Linked DNA regions of Mus musculus: region 1 is linked to region 2. Evidence: chromatin contacts called from public promoter capture Hi-C data. All regions are on one chromosome and are shown on one strand. The core of a region is the stretch at or near the end of the contact, and the rest is flanking DNA. Distances in the headings are between cores, read along the strand shown.

Region 1 (7,278 bases), core at 3,531-6,030, 2.4 Mb after region 2:
GAGGGGTGAGGTCCAGTAACTCTCTTGTACTTTTAAAGCCACGGAAGCTGGCAGGTTTAGTGTGAGAGCCCTGTTCCTGCCCTCACCCCCTACTAGCTCCTTTGGTTCTGTTTTCTTCCTCCATTCTCTCTTCTTTCTTCTCTCTCTCTCTCTCTCTCTCTCTCTCTCTCTCTCTCTCTATCTCTCTTTCTCTTTCTCCCAATTACTCATTAGCTGGCAGTGAGGTGTGTGTGGCTGGCAGTGACCTTGACCTCTTGCTAAGAGGGCCCCAGTGTGGGTTTCTGTAACAAAGAGAAAAGAGCAATCCCTGAGTCCAGGACTCCCAACCCAAGCATCCCAAGGCTCTGAGGACAGACGAAACTCCAAGCCATACCCTCAGGTGTTTTCATCCTACCAGAGAAATGGCAACTTCCTAAGGAAGTAAGAGGCAGGTTCCTTGAAATAACAAGGAATCTGAACTTTATGGTCACAAAGATGGTAGTTCAAATGCTAACGCCTCTAACTGCAGGCCTTGGGTAAACAGGTACCTCTCTGAATCTCAGTTTCTCTATCTGCTCAATGGGTATAAGAGAAATAGATCAGATGTGCTGTTAAATGGTATAACACAATGCCTGATGCCTGCTGGTTGGCCAGTAATATCAACCTTATTGATATTTTTTGCAGAAAGCAGATACTAGAATCATGCTCAAAACAGGCAGAAATTGAAAGGCTTTTTTTTTTTTTTTTTTAGACAGGGTTTCTCTGTATAGCCCTGGCTGTCCTGGAACTCACTTTGTAGACCAGGTTGGCCTCGAACTCAGAAATCCGCCTGCCTCTGCCTCCCGAGTGCAGGGATTAAAGGCGTGTGCCACCACGCCCGGCTTGTTTTTGTTTTTGCTTTTTAAAAGTGCCCGCCACATAAGCTTGGTGACCTGAGTTTGGTCTCTGGAACTCACAGCAAAAGGAGAGAATTTATGTCACTTCAGCACACATACACATAATTTTAAAAAAAGAAAGGATGCAAAGGAGGAGTAGTTTAAAATAAAAAGGGACAGGTCTCACAGTGTAGCACAGGTTGGCCCCAAATTTGTCTCTTATCTATGTCTCAAGTGCTGTGACTACAGGTCTCTACCATGCCTGTTATTTCTTTAAAAGATTTATTTTGCTTATTTTAAGTTACATGTAGGTATTTATGTGTGTATGTGGATATGTGCACTGGATTGAGTTCAGGGATCCGAGAAGGCATCAGGACCTGGAGTTACAGGTGCCTGGGAGCTACCTGAGAGCGGGGCTGGGAGCCGACTCAGGTCCTCTCCAAGTGTAGCTCTTAGCCACTGAGCCATCTTTCCAGTGCCCTGCAGAGCATCTCCTGTTGGAGAAACCGGGGGAGCAGGCTCTTTGAAGGTGGGATTTGCTGGACCTATGTCATGGGACATGCCTTTAAACCTTACACTTTGGACACAAAGGCAAAAGGATTACAAGTTTGAAAGTTCGAGGTCAGCCTGGGCTATGTGAGGAGAACTTGTCTACAAAAAATAAAATTAAAAAAAGGGGTGGGGGGAGGAAGCAGTACTGAAGAAACAGAAAGGCTCGGAGGCAGAGATAAGGACATCTTAGTGGGTAGAAATTTGTGGGCAGAGTCTGGGAACATGGTGTGCCCAAGATGTCCAGGGAGTGAGTAATGAGTTTTAAAAGTGGCTTCAGGCTCATGTTGTAAAGAGCTAGGTGGAAACTCTGATATCGTTTAGTAGGGAAGGATCCTTCCATAAGCCCTGCGCTGCAGAGCAACCTCCCACCCCACCCTGGGGCTCTGCCTTCCCCAGTGGCCTTGGCCCTCACAGATTGCTTTGTTTCCTGAGTCAGGGCCAGTCCACCACAACCGTCTGGAAGAAGCCGGGAGGCTGTAGCAATCTGTTTGCCTCCTACTAACATCCTGGGAAGGAAAAGATGGTTTTTTAGCACAGTTGCCTGGCAGAGAACCTTGGCAAAGACTAGTGACCCTCTCCTTTACTTCCCATTTAAGGAACCATTTAAGGAGCACTTGACAGTTACAATCTCAGCCCAGTACTCAGAAGACCCTCAGAAGGTCACGGGCAGTGGTGCAGACAGTGGTGAAGACACATCTGGGACCAAGTGTCTGTACTGTGCTGCAGTTGGCAAGCCGAGCACTTGCCTGGCCTCCTTCCCCCTTACCTTTAGAATGGGAAGAGTGCTGGCCTCACCTTAGCTAAATGGTAGTGTACTGGCAAGCTGCCGCCTCATGACTGCTAGGAAATGAGGATTTGTTTCCTTGTTTCATCGATAAGGTCTCAGTCATTGATTGATTGATTGATTGTCAGGGTCTCCCTTATGTAGCTCTGGCTGTCTTGAAACTCACTCTGTAGATCAGTCTCTGCTTGAACTCAGAGACCCACCTGCCTTTTCCTCAAGAGCCCAGAGATTAAAAGTGTGTGCCACCATGACCAGCTTTATTTACTTATTTGGAGTGCTAGGAATTAAGCCGAGAGTCTTGCATGTGCTTTGCAGGTGTCCTACCATTAAATTGCATTGTCAGGCCAACACCTATCTTTAGGAGCAGGCCTGGCTTTACCTCTTGCCATGCTGTTAGATTTTCCAAAGCCCCCAGACTTTCAGAGCTAGAAAGTTGAGGTCAGGACCTCAGGGCCATACCCACCCGCCCTGGCACTCCATCTTTACAGAAGGCTAACTGTCCACCAATGAGACTGTGATGGGTGCTCACAAAGCCCGAGGAATCCGCTTGCCTCTACCTCCCCAGCACTGGGACTCAAGCATGTTTCACCACACCTGACTGGCTTCTTACCACTCCAGGCTTGTGCAGAGGGCACTTTCCCTCCCCGGAGCTCTGCCTCCAGCACTGAGCACCGGCTACATGCTCAATACTGCAGTAACCCCAGCAAAGGTGCAACTGGCTCATGCCAGGCTCAAAAACTGAGGTTTGCTGGAACTCGGGGCACGTGCCCGCAACCTGGGAACTCCAGGGGGGATGGTAGGAGAATCACAAGTTTGAGGCCAGCCTGGACTACATGTGAGACTGTTTCAATGTAACAACAACAAACTTTCAAATAAATAAGGACCTGGCAGCCATGAGCTGGGATTTGAGTGGTTAGAAGGTCCCCATCTGTTAAGTTTCACCATATTTGAAGAGCCACCTCTACTAACACAAATCCTGGTTAACAAACCAGGCTAATATTTCCCCTAACAAGTATCTTAAGTGTGTGACTGTGTGACAGTGACAGGTGATATGGGGGTGGCGCATGCATATATATATATATATATATATATATATATATATATATATATACACACACACACACACACACACACACATATATATATCATAGCTGGGTGTGGTGGCGCACACCTTTAATCCCAGCACTCGGGAGGCAGAGGCAGGCGGATTTCTGAGTTCGAGGCCAGCCTGGTCTACAGAGTGAGTTCCAGGACAGCCAGGGCTACACAGAGAAACCCTGTCTCAAAAAACAAAACCAACAAAAACAAAAACAAAAACATGGCTCCTGAGCAGTCTTCAACATGAGCACACACACACACACTCCTCAGTGAACCTAAGGCCCCTTCTTCTGTGCTACAGTGGGCTAGATTTTTCTTATGTGTGTGCATGGCTTCTCTTTGTGTAACAGCCGTGTGTGTGTGTGTGTGTGTGTGTGTGTGTGTGTTTCAGACAGGATTTCTCTGTGTATCCCTGACTGGCCTAGAACTCAGAGATATGCCTGCCTGTTCCTTTGTTTCCTGGCTACTAGGATTAAAGACATGTTCCACCATGCCAGACTGTTTTGTTTTAATTGCACTTTTTCTAGCTTGAGGTCCAACCCAGGGACCTTTAGCACAGAACGACAGGAGCGGTGAAGGCTTAGTGTCCAGTCCATCGCCACAGAAATCCAAGAAGACACTGAAATTAGATTTTGGCCCCTCCACAAATAGGATATGTCACCTTGCCTTGAATTTTTGTTCCTTCTTCCACTGAGCATCAGGCCCTCCAGGCCAACACTGCACCTCTGACCTATAATCACTAATTCCCTAAAAAGATTTGAACCAGGCTAAGTCGACCCTGATAGTTGCCAACTTTTGGTTTTCCTAGGTTTACCAGGGTTGTAGATTGCACTTCTGCTTTGAAGAATGGGGGACCTGCTGAGCCTTTCCCGGAGTGGTTGTATGAAATAGGTTAGTGCTAGTCAAGGCCCAACAGTAAGTCAGGTCCCCGTAGGTATGTCCTGAACGCTACTCCGCTCTGCCAAGTTCCCTATCCCTTCCTGTGCAAGCCAGAGCTGGCCCAAGGTCAGTTTTAAGGATGGCACTACCCTGCAGTATTGTGGATTCTAGTGTGTCTGTGAGGGGCTGTCCCAAAGGGCAGGACCCACCCCACGCCGCTGACAGAGCTGACCGCTTGCTGGAGGTGGCAACACCCAACAAAGCCGCCCCTCGGTCCGGGGCGCCTCGGCTTTTCCATACAGGGTTATCTGCGGGTATCTGCTTCTCAAGCCCGAGCTCTATCATGGGTTCTGTAGCGTTTTCCTGGCCAGGGCTGCGACAACGCCTGCCTGCGGAACCACCATCGCCGCGCCCCAGCCGCTCCCCACCCTCCAACGCTGCGGCGGTAAACTGCAGTACTCCTAAGGCGCCTGCGCAGCTCTCCAGCGCGGCCCTCGCCGCGGCTATTTATAGTAGGTGACGTCACCTTAAAAAGACCGTTAGGGCTGGGCCGCCCCGCCCCCTCCCGTAGCTCGGCGGGCTGATCCGAGTGCGCAGGCGTGGTCGCGTCCTCCCCGCCCGCCCGCCCGCCCGCGGCGCCCCCTATCCTCTCTCGGCGGCTCCGCGGCGCTCGCCACAGCGCGTGCAGCCAGCCAGCGAGAAGGCGCGAGCGGCGGCGCAGCCTGCAGCCTCCCGCCAGCCGGCGAGCCAGTGCGCGTGCGCGGTAGCGGCCTCGGCGGCGACCGGGAAGCGGACGGGCGGGCGAGCGAGCGAGCGAGTGAGCAGGCGGTGTGGGCGTGCGAGGCGAGGCCGAGTCGCGAGCGACATGGGGGATCGAGAGCAGCTGCTGCAGCGGGCGCGACTGGCGGAGCAGGCGGAGCGCTACGACGATATGGCCTCCGCCATGAAGGCGGTGAGCGCGCTGGGGAGCCGGGCGGCCGGGGGCTGCGGGGCGGGGCGGCCCGAGCCTGGGCGGCGGCTCTCTCCCTACGCGCCGCCACCTTTTGGGCGCGGCGGCCGCTGGACTCTCCGTTTCCTGCGGCCTGGCCGGGGCGGGGTCTCCCCGGGAGGCCTCTCGGTGGCTGGCGGGCGGGGGTCGCCGTGTCCTAGCGCAGAGCCCCGGTGGGGGAGGGGGTGCCCGAGGAAAGGAGGAAGTCGCGTTCCTGCTTCTAGACCCTTCTGCCGGACCTGGGCGAAAGGCGCTTTCCTTCCACCATTCACCCACTTGTAATAAAGGCTCATCCGCGAGTGGAGACCCATCTCCTGGTTTTCTCTACTACGACCGGTTTGGTTTGCTTGTCTGAAGTTGTTTTTTTCCCCCACTTTCCACACCTCGGGTCTGGCTTTGTGTGGGAAGACCCCTTTCCAGCAGTCCTGGGCGTGAAGGAGGGTGTGGGTCCCTGCATACATCCCAACGGTCCATGCTGCGTGCCTTCCTGGAGATGAAATGAAAACGAAGCAACCCTGGGGGCCTTTGCATTCCTGAGACCCTCAGAGATGGATTCTGGAGCTTGATTTCCGGTAAAGGAGACCTGCCCAGCCACACCCTAGTCAATAGCTTAGCCTAGAGCCTACCTGCCTACCCAAGACTTTGGAGTTCTGTTACCACATCACTATAGACAACTCTTCACATCATCCTGGGTTTTTTCTAAAAGAATATTTCTTGTCAAGGTCACACAGTGGCAGAATTACAACTGTGGCCACCTAGCTCTTAAGACTAGGGAGAAAATTTCCTTGGATTCCACCTTAGACTTCTAAATACATAAACATTTTTGAGGGTGAGACCCAGAAATCTGCATTTTAGCAGCCCTTGGGCAGTTTTTAGCTGACCTAAGTATTAACTGCCCTGAATTGTAGCTCATATGACCTATGGCTAGTCTTTGAAAGGCTTTCTTAAACCCACATACTCCATACACATTTAATTTGGAAATTGTATTTTGATACTACATGAAATAGAAAATTGAGGCCAACATTTAGGATTTTCTCAGGTAAGAACAATAATCAAGTTAGCTTTCCTCCAGGGTCCTTGTACACATTCAGCAGGATGTCTCTGGAATCCAGCAACATCACAGGCAGGCCATTTGTTGATTCCTTGGTGATACTGATTTCAGCATTATGGTATGCTTTTCTGGTTAGAAGCATTCATTTATACCAGGGAACATTCTAGGTTTGGGGTATGAATTTTTCTGAAGAAATTGTGGATTCTTTGAGAAAATGAATTTAAAATAACAGTTTTGCAAAATTTTTTGGAAACAAGACTGATATTACTAAAGTGTACCCTGAAAGCCACCTCTATCCACACACCAAGTCACTACTAAATGTCTAAATGTTTCTGGTATTGTGCAAGTTGAGGCCTCTCCCTGAACAGCTGGCTTAGGGGGCCTTTGCTCCATATGTGAGTGGGCTTGGAGGTTTGGGCAGTTTAGGGAGGACCTCTGAAAATGAAGAGGATACACAGTAAAGGGGAAATGGCCATCAGATGTCTGGAGCTATCAACTATCCTGAGGTGGGAAGAAAGGAAAGACTAGAGAGAGATTATAAGAAAAAAACAATTTTAGCAGGAAAAAAAAGAAAAGGTTTCTGGTGTGTTTCTAAATGGCCTTGAAGAGTGTTCTGCAATTTCCTGCTTGTATCCACAGATGTTCTCCGAGGCATTGAGGAAACATTTTGCAAAAGCTAATGGACCTTTGTGTTTGAAATTTATAATCTATGTCTAAAATGATTCATCAGTTGGAAAAGATATCAAACATTGAGAATTTAATATTTGTACCATCAAATTTATGGTAAAACATTCCCTCAAATAAACTGTTAAAAACGAGGAGTATTTTCTATCAGAATTCATGTTTGTCCCACCTGTATTAATGGGATGTACTTTTATCTCATTTGCCTGTTGGTATAGTTTGTAGATGAAATTCTTTTTTTTTTTTTTTTTTTTTTTTTTTGGTTTTTCGTGACAGGGTTTCTCTATGTAGTCCTGGCTGTCTTCGAACTCAGAAATCCACCTGCCTCTGCCTCCCAAGTACTGGGATTAAAGACGTGCACAACCACTGCCCGGCGTAGATAAAATTCTTA
Region 2 (7,076 bases), core at 2,344-4,843:
TTTAAGAAGGAAATGCAACTTCTAAGTCATTAAACTGTCCCAGTAATGAAAAAGGGTCACTACCTGGACTGTGCAAGAGCAAAACTACCGTTTATGGCAGTCAAGAAAGTCTCCAAAGTCACAGAGCCAGCAAACAGGAAGCTAGGATCCAAGCTTACAGAAAAGCTTGTGTAAGGCCCACACTCAAGCCATGCCCCTGAGCCAATGAGAGTCCAAGTGGGGACTATGTGTTCTGATCATGAAAGTGGCCCTAAAGTTGACTGAACCCAAGAGGCCTCGTGCTTGCTAGGCAAGCCCTCTAACAGTGATCTATATTGCTGTCTCTCTTTTTACTTTTGATTTTCATGCAGGGTCTTTCAAAGTTGCCCAGACCAGCCTTGGGCTTGCCCTGTAGCTTAGGCAATCCTTACATTTTAGGTCTGTTTCCTCAGCCTCCCAAGTAGGTGAGATGACCACCATGACAACCATGCCCATCAGGATTGACATTTCTCATGCCAGATCTCTATTGAATTATGTAGAAAATGTAGAAGAACAGCAGGAAGAGGAGGAGGAAGAAGAGGAGGAAGAGGAGGAGGGGGGAGAATTCAAGCTGAGTGTGGGGGGCCTCAATCGCATAGCTCCCTGAGTCAGATGAACACTTCTCTTCTCCCTCCCTTTCTCCCCACTTCCCACTGTATTGCTCAAGCCAGACTGTATCTCTTCTGGTGGTTCCCAACTCCCAGGTCACCATGTTAGTACCAAATCAGCCAAGCACATCCTAAGCCAGAATGATCTTCCTGTCTGACTCTAGAGTAGCCAGGGCCTCAGATGTGTGCACTTGCGCCATCTCACTCTTCAGTAAAGAGAAAATGAAAGCTCCACAAGAAGCAATGGTGTGGTAACAGAGGGTAGAGGCCATTGCTAAGTACCGGGTTCAAATCCCAACTCACCTGCTCATTCCTATGACAAAACAAAAACAAACAAAAAAACTGGGTTAGACCAAGGTCAGGGTCAGGGTTAGACAGGGTCAGGGTCAGGGTTAGGGTTAGGGTTTGACCCAGACCCTGGTCTAACCCTAATCCTGACCCTGACCCTGATTAGAGTCTCTTGTCTGACATGCTGGCACAACTAATTTCTCCCCTTTCTCCTATGCTGAACTTCCCTGTTGGTTCTGAGGGTTTCTTTTCTTTCTTTCTTTCTTTTCTTTTCTTTTTTTTTTTTTTTTGGTTGTTTGTTTTTTGAGACAGGGTTTCTCTGTGTAGCCCTGGCTGTCCTGGAACTCACTCTCTAGACCAGGCTGGCCTCGAACTCAGAAATCTGCCTGCCTTTGCCTCCCGAGTGCTAAGATTAAAGGCGTGCGCCACCATGCCCGGCTGCTGAGGGTTTCTATGATCTACATGTTACAACTCTTGTTCCAGTCAACTCGTCCATAGCTCAGAGACATCTAGTGTTCAACGTGACTTCTTCAGCCCAATATGTTTTCATTCGATGTATTTTTAAAAAATTAGTAGTTTAATATACGGCATGTGGGACCGTGTTACCAGACAGACATAAGAACTAGAATGGTTGAGTGAGCTCAGATCCCAGGAATCTGAGAGATCTCAGGCTGGTAGAAGTGGAGCCATGCCTACCTGCTCTGGAACACATAACCATGATACTCCACTGAAGACCTCAGGCACTGAGTCACCCAGCACAACATCTATAGTTCTTCTCCATGCTAATGAGATATCTAGATAGCCCTGAGCCTTCAGCCAATGAGCGCCCCTTCCTAGATATTCCTTCCCACAAGAGGTATATAATCCCTGGTTCACCCCAAATAAAGTATATGCATTCACATCCATCATTAAATAAAGCAATAGGAGCAAGCAAAGATTGTCTCAGAAAGTTGTTTCATTCAGAAACGAGGTGAAGAAGGCCTTTGACTAAAGAGCTGCGCCTAAGACCCCTGAGCAAGGTCTTCTCCTCTCCAGTTCTTCCAGCACGCTCTGCCCTCACTCCCAGTCAGACCAGGTTTCACTCATCCTGGGCTCTGCCTCGACCTCTCCACCTGGCATGCCCAGATGTTGGAGGGGGGTAAAATCTTGGACCCCCATTCCTGACTCCTGGCAGTACACCAGTGACAGCCAGGTACCCAAAGAAGAAACCACAAATCACAGCATCTGGCCCAGACTTCCACTGTTTCCCCTTCCGGCCTGGTGAAGGAAGATACAAGCTGTGGATCTTCATTTCGGATTTTGCCCTGCGTTCTTCCGGTGCCCCACCCCCACTTGCAGTACAACAGTCCGATTGGTTCAAAAGCCAAAATATGCAAAACTACGTACGTTAATAAGCACTACCCTCCTCTTATGCCTTAACCCACACACCATTACAGTTATATAGGTAGTATCATCAGTTTCTTATGAATCGTAGAGTCTGTCCTCAATCTAGCTTTCTCCTTCTAGTTTACTAAAGGGCTATCTGTCTAGAGCAGACTTCATACACGGATATTATCTGACTAATTAACAGTTGCTGAGGATCCTGATGTCTTCATATATATATATATGGACTTCTGGATCATATAGTAATTCTATGTTTAAATTTCATGTCTGTTGGTAAAATACTGGAGATTGAACGAGTTGGTTGTTGGTCTTTTGTTTATTTGAGACAAAAATAAAATAAAATAAATAAGATAAAATCTTGCTCATAGCTCTGACTAGTCTGGAACTCACTATGTAGGTCTACTGGCCCTGTCCTTATAACAAACCTGCTTTTACTTCCCAAGTGCTGGGATTAAAGGAATACACAGATGAAGTCAGAGCACCTGTGGCCCAACCTCTGAACACTGCTGCACAGAGGACACCAAACTTTTGGAGGACATTTCAGATTCGAACCATGACACATTTCCATAGCAGCTGTGCCATTTTACACCACCCACCCCAATGTTCCACCAGGCTTCTATGAAACCACTGATTATATAAGTATTTTCCTGATTAGAGTACACGTTCATGATAGATCATTTAGAAAACTCAAAAAAGCAAAATGACGAAATTCTCTTTATTCTAATTACGGAGCCATGACCTGAATTCATATTACTCCCGGGAGAAAAGGAAAAGCCGGTTTTTTTCTCAGGCAATTCTGTCATTGTGTTTGATAGCATGGTCCAATAATAGTGCTGGCGCCTGCCCTGCCTGGACCTTGTCCTCAGATTCCTCCGTCCTGGCTGTCCCCACGACCCTATCTTCTGAAAAGGTCATGCAGTTAACCAGGCTTCTGAATCATATTTGCTGGTTGCTTTCAGGAGTGTCACGGGTGCTGTGTGGAGCTGTCACATTCTTGGGCATCTGTTTCCGTATTTTTAAAGCCACCTCAACGTTTGATAGAAAAGCATAAAACTTTTGAGGAAGTGAGCTCTACAAACCCACCACCCACGTAAGAACTGAGCCGTCCTGCCCAGAGGGCATCTGAAAAAGAGATCAACAGGAAAAGGGTGGGGAAATCCTGCCTTCCTTCCCGTCTTCAAGTACCCATTGGCTTCAGACCTTTATTCTCATTGGTTTATCTGGATGTCGCTCCACGCTGGCTTTCCAGAACCAGCCACTGAGAGTCACAAAGTTGGGATTTAAAAGATGCGGTGGGAGGGGCGGGTGATTTTTTGAACTGCTGGCGACCGAGTTCTGGCGGTCCTGACGCGCACCTTGGGCTTGCTCGCGTTCGGTTTCGGCAGCAGGACCAAGAAGGCTTAGGGAAGGCGGCGGGACCCGGCCCCTCGAGGCCAGCCATGGGCCCGCGTCGCAAACCGCAGACCCCAAGGAGGAGACCCTCCAGCCCGGCGCCTGGACCCTCGCGACAGAGCTCCAGTGTAGGTAAGCGAGCCTGCCCTGCACCTCCGAGGCCGGTGCGGTCATCCTGTGGGGCCGGGCCTGTAGAGGGACGGTTCCTGGTCACGGCTTGCCGCTAACCTCGCGTAGGGGTAATGGTTTTTTTGTTTATTTGTTTGTTTGTTTGCTTGTTTGTTCCTGACCGGTTTACAGCAGGGAGAAAAACGAAATGCAGACAAGACAAGGAGTTGGAGCAAAGACAAACTCATTCTGACGGACACGGGGTCTTTTTTTGCATTTATTTACTTTGCATGTATTTTGCATTTATTTTGTGTTCGTGCTCTGGCGACGGCCAGAAGAGAGCGTCGGAACCCCGGGGCCGGAGTTACAGTTGTGAGCTGCCCTTTTTTTTAGAGTGCTAGGAAGAGAACTCGGCCCCCCTGGAAGAGCAGCCTGGGCTATTAACAGCTGAACCAGCTTTCTAACTCCTACTCTTTATTATTTATTTGCAGCACTAGAGATGGAACCCAGGACTCCGTGTATGTTAGGCAAGGGTTCTACTACAGAACTATATCCCCAACCCTCTCCCCGACCCTTTTTTTTTTAAGACGGGAACTCGGTATGTATCGGTGTGTAGCCTTGGCTTGCTGACCTGAAACGTGCTATGTAGACTAGGCTAGCCTAGAGCTCACAGATCTCTGCCTGTGTTGGGGATGGTTGTATGCAGTGTGTATTCAGGAACTATTTCTGAGATCTGGTTACAATCCAGACACTGCCTCAATGTGATGTAAAAACTGTTTTCCATCACCTCTGATTGGTTAATGAGCTGATCAACCAATTGGCTGGGCAGAAGAAAGAAGAGTGGGACTTCTGTTCCCAATCAGAGGGTCCTGAAGAGACCAGGTGAGAAGAAGAGATGGAGAGACCATGTGGGTGAAGAAGGATTACTCATGAGGTCTGGATAAGAGAGCAGCCATGAGGACCCACATGGACCAGAGAGAGCCAGGGCAAGATCAGATGGCAAATAATGGGTCATATAGCCTGGTAACAGCAGCCTAGCCGGGTTAGAATATCTCAGAACCGCCGGGCGCGGTGGCGCACGCCTTTAATCCCAGCACTCGGGAGGCAGAGGCAGGCGGATTTCTGAGTTCGAGGCCAGCCTGGTCTACAAAGTGAGTTCCAGGACAGCCAGAGCTATACAGAGAAACCCTGCCTCAAAAAAAAAAAAAAAGAATATCTCAGAACCTACCTAGCTTAATGCCAGCAGCTTGTTAATAAAAAGGGGGGTAAGGAAGGACTTAGAATTAGATTTACATGCCTGCTTCTGCTTCTCTGGTGCTTGGATTAAAGGCATGCACCACCACATTCTATTTCTCATTGAGGTATGGTGAGCCCCTAAGGGAATAATGTGGTCATGGTTGTACCGCTCGACCAGAGCTGATGTTCGATGTGGACTTCCAGTGTAGAAGCAACCTTCCATTACTCTTATCTTAGGGAAAAGTTTTACATCAGCTGCGCCCACTTCTTGGCTCTCCTACTGCCCTTGTCTGCTGACCTTGTTCTTCCAGCCATTTGGTGCTTTTTATTCCCCCCTCCTTCCTCTCCATTCAGCCTCAGGCCTTGCTAGGTGCCCCCTCCTTTCCCAAGTCAACCAACCCTTCTTTTATGTGGGCCCTTAGACATATCTCCCTTTTGTGCTGTAAGGGACTTTGTGTTGTTCTTGCTACATAACAGCTCACGGCCATCTGTAACTCCATTTCCAGGGGATCCTTCTGGCCTCTGCAGGTACTGCACACACACAGACATGCACATAGGCAAAACAGATACACATACACATAGAATAAAATAAAACCATTTTAGGTGTGTGACAGTGACATCCATGTGTCCCAGGCTAACCCTGAGCTCAGGACACCCTGTCTCTGTATTCCAGGTGTTGGAACTGTAGGTGAGGGCCTGTGGGCCTGACTGGAGAGAGCTTTAGTGTGTAAGTCCTGCTTGAAATTCTCGGGCTCCCACCTGCTAACGTTGACCTTTGAGACCCAGCCTCAGGGTGTTTGAATGCAGTTCTTTCCAGGTCATCTCTGATCACTTCCGTTTCATAAACACCTGTTTGTGTATCATGAGTCTTGGAGTTCTCTTCCTCTTCTATTTCTCAAAATCTTTCTTTTCTGGGAGAGAATAAGTTCTCTCCATGTAGCCCAGTGGAGGTTCCTACCTCTGCCTCTCAGCGATGGATCGCACACGGCACGGCATTCAGTTCTCTCGCTATTCAAACTCCTTGAGTATAGTTTATTTTGATTCTTGGTTTTGGCTCCTTTTCCTTCTGGTGTTAGTCACATTCTTTGGTGGTCTCTAGTTGTGTTGCCTTCATTTTCTGTGAGTGTGTACCTGTTAACATCACCCTCTAGCCCCCAAAAGCCCAGATCTCGAAAATGGTGGGGTGGGGAGGAGGCAGCCATTTGTAGTTTATCTTTTAGTTATGGCCCATCATAGCTAGCTTCAGTTGACAGCCTGATACAAACCCAGGAAGGAGGAACTTCAACTGAGCAATTACTTCTATCAAACTGGCTGGCCTGTGGCCATGTCTGTTAAGCATTTTTTTTTAATTGCTTATCTTTGTCAGAGGGCCAAGTCCACTGTAGCCCACCACCTCCTATCTGGATTTAAAGATAGGGGAGCAGGCCGTAAGCAGCATTCCTCCAAGGATTCTGCCTCCAGATTCCTGCCTTGAGCTCCTGCCCTGGCTTCTGCTGATGGACGGTGAGTGACATATAAGCCAAATCAACCCTTCCCTCTCCAGGTAGGTCTTGGAGGTGGTGTTTATCACAGCAACAACAACCAAAGTCGAGCAGGGTCCTCCCTCTCCGTCTTCAGTGTCTCCAGTGTCTCCAGTCTCTACACACTGCTCTGCCTCTCTGTCTTCAGTGTCTCCAGTCTCTACACACTGCTCTGCCTCTCTGTCTTCAGTGTCTCCAGTCTCCTACACACTGCTCTGCCTCTCTGTCTTCAGTGTCTCCAGTCTCTACACACTGCTCTGCCTCTCTGTCTTCAGTGTCTCCAGTCTCTACACACTGCTCTGCCTCTCTGTCTTCAGTGTCTCCAGTCTCCTACACACTGCTCTGTGTCTTTGCTTTATCATCCTGACCTCACCGGTGGTTAAGTCTCCACCTCCTGCCTGGCACAGGCCGCCCCTGCACTGGTCCCGTCTCCCTTCTTCCATTTTCCTTGCAGTGTTCCTCACTGCTTGGGATCGAATTGGCTGGGCTTTAAATAACCTAGCTAAAGCTACGTGTTCCTGTT

The links. Capture Hi-C pulls out chosen DNA fragments and counts their contacts.
Region 1: a contact with region 2 is called in a promoter capture Hi-C map of liver, with 4 times the contacts expected there. The contact joins the promoter of Ywhah here to the promoter of Cenpa in region 2. A contact is called at or near these places in 1 of 115 datasets of contacts at active chromatin or transcription factors (large pre-B cells) and 1 of 9 other capture datasets (liver).

Annotation. Positions count from the first base shown.
Region 1 is chr5:33,014,036-33,021,313 of GRCm38.p6, forward strand. Ywhah (tyrosine 3-monooxygenase/tryptophan 5-monooxygenase activation protein, eta polypeptide) reads left to right here and starts at 4,781. Exons shown (of 2, transcript NM_011738.2): 1 at 4,781-5,119. The coding sequence starts at 5,033.
Region 2 is chr5:30,663,293-30,670,368 of GRCm38.p6, forward strand. Cenpa (centromere protein A) reads left to right here and starts at 3,594. Exons shown (of 5, transcript NM_007681.3): 1 at 3,594-3,821. The coding sequence starts at 3,737.